2 separate regions of the Arachis hypogaea genome follow, and region 1 is linked to region 2. A link is a contact called in public Hi-C data. All regions are on one chromosome and are shown on one strand. Each heading gives the region's core, a stretch centred on a gene start, on an enhancer-like site or on the middle of the called end of the contact. The rest is flanking DNA. Distances are from core to core; before and after follow the strand shown.

The links. A called contact is a pair of places that touch in the nucleus more often than the background predicts.
Region 1: a Hi-C map of leaf shows a contact between it and region 2, with 1.8 times the contacts expected there. The contact joins the promoter of LOC112715065 here to the promoter of LOC112715056 in region 2. A contact is called at or near these places in 2 of 8 Hi-C or Micro-C datasets (both in leaf).

The regions. Positions count from the first base shown.
Region 1 is chr10:8,349,257-8,353,770 of arahy.Tifrunner.gnm2.J5K5, reverse strand. It overlaps LOC112715065 (mitotic spindle checkpoint protein MAD2), which reads right to left and starts at 2,736. Exons shown (of 7, transcript XM_025766810.3): 1 at 2,495-2,736; 2 at 2,391-2,406; 3 at 2,140-2,270; 4 at 1,460-1,580; 5 at 1,251-1,354; 6 at 1,029-1,150; 7 at 635-928. The coding sequence starts at 2,567. The coding sequence ends at 875. LOC112715066 reads right to left here and starts at 72. Exons shown (of 8, transcript XM_025766811.3): 1 at 1-72.
Region 2 is chr10:8,148,682-8,153,362 of arahy.Tifrunner.gnm2.J5K5, reverse strand. It overlaps LOC112715056 (lysine histidine transporter 2), which reads left to right and starts at 1,574. Exons shown (of 8, transcript XM_025766798.2): 1 at 1,574-2,084.

The DNA of each region.
Region 1 (4,514 bases), core at 1,487-3,986, 200 kb before region 2:
ATAGACGGAGAGAATGGGGCACCCAATGAGGCGGTTATGCTCGGGGGTGGCGGCGACGGTGCCGGAACGGGGGAGGAAATACAGAAGATTAGGATTCAATGGTTCATTGTGTGGGAGTATGATTTGGGGGAAGAATCAAAGACCGAATTTTTAATATTTTAGTAAATTACATAATCATCCACTTTGGGTTATAATTTAATTACTAATAGTTTAATCATAGTTAATATAACAACTAATTAAAAAATGACATGTCACAGAGATAAATTATATGTTATTATAAGAAGAGTAGGCTAGAATTTACCTAAATTAAAACTTAAAAAGTAAATTGAAACCCACTTCAAAAATCAATTAGAATAACTCATAAAATAGATTCACACCCCATTAAAGTTACATATTTAAAGTCTTTCAAATTACAAGTTTATTTTGTTTTTTGCCTCTCCTAAAATTTATAATTTTTTGGGTCTTGAGCTAGATCTAGAGTTAATTCACCTTCGTTTAGCCGTTAGAATTAACCCAATAAGTCATTCACCATCTAATTGAGTTTTTCTTTTTCTTGTCTTTTCTCATCCAACTTCTTGCAGTGTTTTGTTTTGCTTACTATTTATGAGTGCACTATTTCATAAAACTGCAATAATAATCAAACTACAAATTCTGAAATAAGTAATGCAAATTTGTCTACCCACTCCACTTTAGTGCCACACTGTGCCAGTTATTTCTGCTACAACATACAGAAGGGAGTTTTAATACAGAAGTGATTATGTTGACATCCACGTTAGTACCAGCATACATTACATCTAAACAATGTGAATAGAAAATTCACAACCACACAGAATCTGAGAAAAAAAAAGGAAAACAAGGCACAAAAAGGGGCTCTCTACTCATCCCATTCATCGTTCTTGTAAGATACAAGTGTATCAACCTTGTGAATCTGGATTAGACAAAAGCAACAAAGTTATCAATAGCCAATAAAGCAAGATCGGGTGGCATGTGTAAATGTAAAATCACCGAATTGCGAATGTCATATTCACCTTGGTGTCAAAGGAATGCAACTTCACCATTTGTGGATTCGCAATAAGTTTTGGATCACTCTCAATCCAAGTGAATGGGACTGCAAGATCCTTGTCAGTGTATGCTAACACATCAAAAACACCTGAAAGATCAAAAGATAGTGCAACCATATGGTCAGTAGAAGAGGAATGTAAAAACATTGGATATTCATAGAGAACTTTACAATTGCAGGTGATTCTTACAAGGTTCATCCAGGCAAGGCAAATAGGTGATGCTTGAAGCAATCTGCCTCATAATTGCTTGTATCTCTCTCATAATTTCTTTGTCACTCTTTTCCCTTGATACACTGAAGGATTAAAAATATAAATCAATTAGGAAGAAGTTTAAGTGCAGGAAAATAGAAAAGGAAATTGAAGGTAGAATACGATTTTGTTATGCCGGTATTACCCACCCCTTCTCGACAACCTCGCTATCGGTCTCAATGCTGAAGTTCCACCTTTCAAGGACTTCACCGGTGGCCTTGCTCATTATAACAAGGACAATCCTCTGCAACTTTCCAGCTTCAAGCCATTCTTTACAACATTCATAATTCAGACACAAGCTCAATCATCAGCAATGGGGCGACAATTATATCACAACAGAAACTACTTCACTCTAAAATTAAGTAGGCAACTACTTGTTTAAAGCATTTTACACGATGACCATCAACTTTAAGTCTGAATCAAGTTTAATCAAACCTCATTTCACTAAAACTTCAAAATCAAAATGAATATCGACCTTAAGATTGAATTAAGTTTTATCAAACCCCACTTCACTACATCAAATCAAAATGAGCATCGACCTTAAGATTGAATTAAGTTTAAGCAAACCCCATTTCTCATCATCATATGACATCTACCTCAAGATAATCAACCCCGATATCGGACGAAGCCAAACCAAAAACGAACATGTAGATCCCCATTCCTTTAAAATCTCACATAGCATGATTAATTCTTTTCCGAAATGACAAGCATAGTTGGCTTAAAAATGATTATAATGCTATATGTTTGAACATAAAACAAAAAAATTAATCCAACAACACACATAGTTCCAACCACACAACGATTCAATTACTTTTAGGTCACAAATTACCAGAGAGCTGAGCAGTTAAATTGGCTATAAAAGATTTGACACCCTCATCTTCAGTAAGCAACATTGGGAGACCGTATTTCTTCACCTTCACAAAGCTTTCTTCTGGATACACTCCTCGGTTGTAAAGGATGCTGAACAATATTCCCACTCATTAAGCTCAAATTATAAAATTCGAAATTTATTCATTTATTTCTAAAGAACACATCCCAAAAACTTGAAATAAAAATTAGTGCCGGCACAGAGGACCAAACCTGTTAGCAGCATATCCTGATGCAAAAAAAAAAAAGAACACAAAAGTTAAAAAAAAAATCAGAAATGGGAGAAAAAGGAACAAAAAGAGGGTGCTTATGAATACCGAAGAACTCGCTAACAATTGCTGCAGAACCACGTAGGGTGATTATGTCTTTCGTAACCGTTCTTGCGGCCATGGCGAATTCAGTCCAATTTGTTTTGAAATGAAGAGCGATAGTTCTGATCAACAATTTGTGTGGAATTGATTTTGGTGAGGAAGAGGAATGGGCGCTTGAAGAAACAGTGATGAGTGTGCAGTTTGAAGTGATTTTGAAAAGCGGAAGGGATAAAGGGGCCAATAAATTAGGGATTTGAAAGGATCAGAAACTTGTATGGGAAGCGCAGCGTAACGGCTAGTTTATCTTTTTTTTTTTGTTGGTTATCATCGTGGGCCTTTGGTGGGCCGTGATATTTTACAACAAAAGCGTTTTGCTTTTTTATGTTACTAACGGTCGATGGGAGAAGTTTGGGAAATATTTTTCTTTTGGCAAATTCTTTGGTCTTTCGTATCAAATTTGTCAAACTTATTTTTTAGAAAAAAATTTCTAAATATCCCTGACAATTATCTTAAAAAATAATGGGACTCTCAACATAAAAAATATTCTTTCAGTTTCTTATCTTTATTTTATGAGATTAATTAATTTTTTTGTCAAATTTTTTTCTTTGTATTAACGAAATAAATATATATTAAACTGTTGATCTATATATTAAAAATCAACTAGCATTAACAAATAAAAAATTTTGTTATCTTTTAAAGATAATTATCAATGTCGTTTAATTTTTATTTTTATTTTTTATTATATTTTTTAAATACATTAACTAAAATTTATTGTACAAAATTAAAAAATATTAGTAATTTTTAAATTATTTTTATTTATAAAAATTAAATAGAAGATATATTAGTGATTAATTGTCATATAAGTATATTTTAAAAAGAGATCATTAACAGAGAAACTAATCAATATCATGAAGTTAAATATCAATGGTTGAAAATGGTATTTTTTTTTTGTTCGGGAGCTTCGTAGTATTTCAAAAAAATTATCAGGGGCTCGGTTGGATATTTATTCTACTTTTTATGATAAATTTTTAATATTTAAAAATTATTTTTTTATATTTTTAAATTAAATATTAATTTTTATCTCTTTTTAATAAATTAGATAATTATATATAAGCACCATAGTAAATACCTTTTTTTTTTCCTCCTAAAATGGTTATTCCTTGGTAATAGGAATAGATCCTCTCAAATTTTTTTTCAATCAATGAGTATGATTTCTAATACTTCAATACTTTTTCTCTTATTTTTTTTTTATGTTTTCTCTTAATTCCACTTATAAAATTAATAGTGAGAGATTATATTTTATTTTTTTAAATAAAAATTTTTTTTAAAAATTCATTGCCGTCAGAAATAATTTCTCGATATATATACTCTTTAAGTTGGAATAAAAAAAATATATGAAAAATATATTATCTAATAAAATATTATATTTAAAAACATAAATTAAAAAAATTACAAAAAAATATAATCTCACAGTTTGTTCATAAATTAAAGCTACTAAATTCTCCACTTCCTTCTACCAATTTTTAAGTATTAAGTTTAAAAATTATATTTTTTATATAATATAACAATATACAATTAGATATTTATATAAAATTATTTTATACTAATAAAAAATTAAATTTGATTTAACTCGTGCATTTGATCTAATTTTGTGAAAATATTTTTTTAATTATTTAAAAAGTACATATAAAAAATTAGGAAGAAAAATTCAATCTTGACTCTTTTCTATTTATTCTTTTTAATTTATAGTCATTCGTGTATAAGTAAATTTTTAAAAAATAGAAAATTCATAATTGTAAAATCAAGAAATTTTAAGTTGGAAATATATCATGCTTAAAAAATTTGCATTGAAAATTAATTTTATGAATATCTTCTATTTTTTTATTTTTTTGTCAAACTCACACTATTTTTAATGAGACACTGGGAGTTAAGTTGTTTTTACTTTAAAAAATTTATTTTGTGACTGTTTGAATATTTTGAGTAAATTTTTAATAGTTTATTCTTGAAATAAATATGAATAAAAAAT
Region 2 (4,681 bases), core at 325-2,824:
TGAATCTTATTTTAAAAGATATTAGCAGTATGGCGCATATTTCTAACCTTGGATCACATGCTTTAAGTAAGTGTGTACATGCGTGCGTGTGTGTGTGTAATCATATGGTGTTCTTGTCCTGCCTTACACAAAGACCTACTTGAATGGAGATTATTCGTCCAAGTACAACTCGTTTTGCCATTATCTTCATTACATTAAAGAGTATCTTTGATAGGAGTGGCAATAGGTAGGGTAGGGTAGGGTTTGGATCCAATCCTAACCCTACCCGCGGGTTAAGAATATCCCACCTCTAACCCTACCCATTCTTAATTCGCTGGTACCCGATCCTATCCGCGAGTTACCAAAAAGATACAACATTATTATATAACTTGATGATGATTTAAAATAGAACTGAGTTTTATGTAAAATAAAACGTACTAAATTATCAATTAGTGATCTTCTCTTGGTGGCTAAGGATCTTTTGTATTTAGGGAAAGATCTTTGATTCAACATCTACTTGAAACATATTTTTATATAAGTGTATAACATATACATATATAAGGTGCGGGTTGGTCGAATATGGTTGAGGCTCAACCCGCACCATAACCGACCCGCATGAGAACCCTACCCGCACCCTATCTTATCCGCTGCGGATTAGGTTGACAACCCTATCCGACCGGGTTGGTGGTACCCGGGAGTAGGGTGCATGTTGCTACCCCTAATCTTTGAGCACAAATCGGATTTGTTAGCATTGGTTGTGGATGCACACTTTATTGGTCATAAATTAAAAAGAAGTACTAACGGTAGAACTGTTAGTGCAATTATCCTGAACAAAAAAAATGGAATAATTATTTTACTGCATACAAATTTGTAAGTCTATTGATCAAATTGTTGAGAATTGTAGATGCTGATGATAAATTATTATTGAGATATGTCTATAAAAATATGATGAGAACAGAAAATATAATAAAAAAATGTTCAAGAAAAATAAGACTATATATTAGCCTTACATATAGATAATCAACTTAAGATTGGACAAACATTAAAAAAAAAACCTTCTTGCAATAACTTATTTCTTGAATCTTGCTTTTTTTTATGAATACTAAAAATAGCAAGAATGTATCTCCTTTAATATTTATTAATTTTAGTAACAATTAATGAAAATTAAATAAGATAAATTTTAATTTTTTTTTATTTCTCTAGTATTACCGATAAATTAATCCGTTATTTTATCTGATTAATTGGACTTAGCTGTTTAGACCAGGTTTAAACGGATTTGATTTTGAAAGTAAAAGTCCACTTATTTAAAAAAATTAATAATAATAAACGAGTTGAAACGACGAATTTTGACGCCCTAACTTTTTTTGTTCGGTACATGACGCCCTAAACTTTTTTTTTTTTTTGGTGAACTGACGCCCTAAACTTTATCAACAATGCAAATGACCAAATCACCCAGCATTGCAAAAGTTTTATGGAAAAAAAAAAAAGCTTAAAGTCTCCTCCTGATGGGAGTAGCCCAAGTCCGAATTCCGGAACAAGTGGGAAGCCCATTCCCTCACATTTATGAATGAGATCTGATCTGATCTGATCCCATAATCACGGAATTCATGCTAACTCAAACACTTGTTTATACATTACATTCAATTCATTGACTCCTTTATTACTCTTGATTCTCTCGCTCAAATAATAATAATTTCTCCAACTTGCATATTCACATTTAAGAAAAACTTTTCAAAAATAACACCTAAATTATTATATGCTATGTTATGATAAATCATGACGCGTATTTATTTTATATATAGCAATAATAGTCAAGTTGTTATCCAAGAAAACATTAAATATATACGTTTTAAGAACGAATAAGAGTTGAGATGATTTTCCTTTTCTGAATGAGAAAGGAACATACATGTACCTCAAAGTGTGTAACCGTGAAAGCAGGGGCAAAGACTTTAATAGTGACACGAGAATTGAAGCTGAGTTTTTGTGTTTCAGATTGCATTTCACAAACTATATACTCTGATCTATCTTCACTACTCATGTGTTGTTGCTGCTGCTCTTGGAGTTTCGTGCTACCTTATTTGGGAATCTTCCAAACTATTTTTCAGGTAAATATTTTTGAAATTATGAATTTTATATATTAAAACATGTCTCAACTGTTCCATAAGATTTATACAATTTGCACTTTTATCATCATAGTCCCTTCCAACGTTAACACATGTATTGTCATTGTAGTGGGTTTTGTCTTCATTAATAAACGGAAGAAAAATATGAAACAAAAAGTCAAAAGCTAGTTATCTGGTTTTTGGTGATCTTGATTTATATGTCTCAAATTATTGAATTTGATGAGAGCCAACTGAATTTACATATGAAATCCTTCCGTTTTGCTGATAAATTTTGTGCCACTGTGATAATGAGATCTATTTGAGCAATAATTTTTATTTCTTCAACACATCAAAAACACAATGTATTTTTGTCGTGAAAGAGTCTCTGAGAATAAAAAGAAGTATATAGGACAAAGATCAATCGGATTTTTTGCATCGTTTTTATGAAAAATATATTGAGAAGTATATGGGTATTATTGTCTATTTATTTTATTTTATTTTGTCAAATTTCATATATTTAAGAATATGCTTAAAATTTTTTGAAGAGATATTTCTGCACAAACTTTTAAAAGTACAAACTTCTCATTTTATATTTGATAAATAAAAAAAAATAATATGTATTTGTACTTGTAACTTTAAAAAATAGGAATATTTTTTAAAGCACCTAAAATAAAATTTTTAACTTATGCTTATTAAAATTAAAAAGTCTAATATAATCTCGTATATTAATTAATATCCAAATTTAATTCTTATATTAATATCTATGTCTATTAATATATTTTTAAATTTTAAAAATTATTTTATCAAATATATTTGTTATTTTTGTACTTATTAAAAACTAATTTTAATTTGATTTATCAAATCTAAATACTATAATTTTTAAAAAGTTATTTTTTAAAAATTAATTTTTATAAACTATTTTTAAAAAATAAAACTTTTACTAAACTAAATCTAAGTCTAGGATACTAATTATTTTAAAGAATATGAATTAAATGATATATATTTATTAATGCATAAATACACTCTAAGTAATTTAATTTTATTTTTTAATGCATATATAGTATTTTTTTTAAATTTATCTCTTTTATGTTTTCATTATATTACTTTAAAATAGGGAGTGAATACAATTTCTTTCAAACATTGGTATGGGGTTACTATAGTCATCTACTGAAAAAGATAGAATGAACGTTCATTGGTGAGAAAATACTTAAAGCGTAGGTTGACAAAATTTTCATCTTTCAAAAATAATTTATAAAAATTAATTTTTTAAAAGTAATTTTTTAAAAATTATAACATATTTTTGATAAACTAATTTTTAAAATTTAAAAATACTATAATAGATATAGATATAAGAATTAAATTTAAAAATAAATTAATATATGATGTTATATTAAAATTTTTAATTTCAATAAGTACAAGTTATGTTTAAAAGGTTATACAGTAAGATTTGGTTTGGTAAAATTTTTTGAAGAGGTGCTTATACTTTTTAAAACTACAAGCTCCTCATTTTGTTTTTAGTAAATAAAAAATTTTATGTGCTTGTGTTTGCGCCTTTTAAAAATTATGGGTACTTTTAAAAGTACCTAAGAGGTACTTTTTGAAGTTTGGTTGTACATATCAAAATTAAAAAGTATAATATAGCTGTGTACATTAATTAATATCCAAATTTAATTTTTATATTAATGTCTATAAACAAATATTCTAACTTTTAAAAAGTAAAAGTTTTACCAAACTAAATTTAAAACTTGGTTTGACAAAGTTTTTAATTTTCAAAAATAACTTATAAAAACTAGTTTTTAAAATATAATTTTTAAAAATTGTATTGTCTGTATTTGATAAATTAAATTAAAAATAACTTTCAATAAGTATATGCAACAACAATTATATTTAGTAAAATAACTTTTAAAATTTAAATTTTTTTAATAGATATTAATATAAGAATTAAATTTAGATATTAGTTAATGTACGAGGTTAATTAGATTTTTTAATTTTGATAATTATAAGTGTCTTGCACCTCTTCAAAAAACTTTATCAAATTATGTCTAAGTGTTTTTAAAAATATTTTTGTTTTTCAAAATTTGCAAATACAAGTACATAGTTTTTTTTAGTTTACCAAATATAAAATGAAAAGTTTGTATTTTTTAAAAGAGTTTAATTTGATACATTGACAGTATAAAATATTTTACACACTTATATAATTACAATTATTCTCTTAGATAACCATTCACGTTATCAATATATAAAGTAATTATTTTTGCTAATATAATATTATATAATTAAATGTATGTGTAAAACAATTTTACACTAACAATACATCAAAATTCAAAATTAAATTCTTTTTAAGAATATAAACATTTCTTTAAAAACGTTTACCAAATCAAATCTTAGAAGTTGAGTATTTTTAAGTCAATCAATCCCAATAAGCAGAAACTTAATGTCACATTAATTGTACCAAAATTGCTTCCTATATATATATCCACAAAACAGTGGTGGCCACTAATTTGACTGTAATTAGCAAATTATGATTGGATTTTTTTTAATCCTTTACTATTATTCAATAAAAAATATTAAATAACTATTTAAATTTATTATTATTTAAT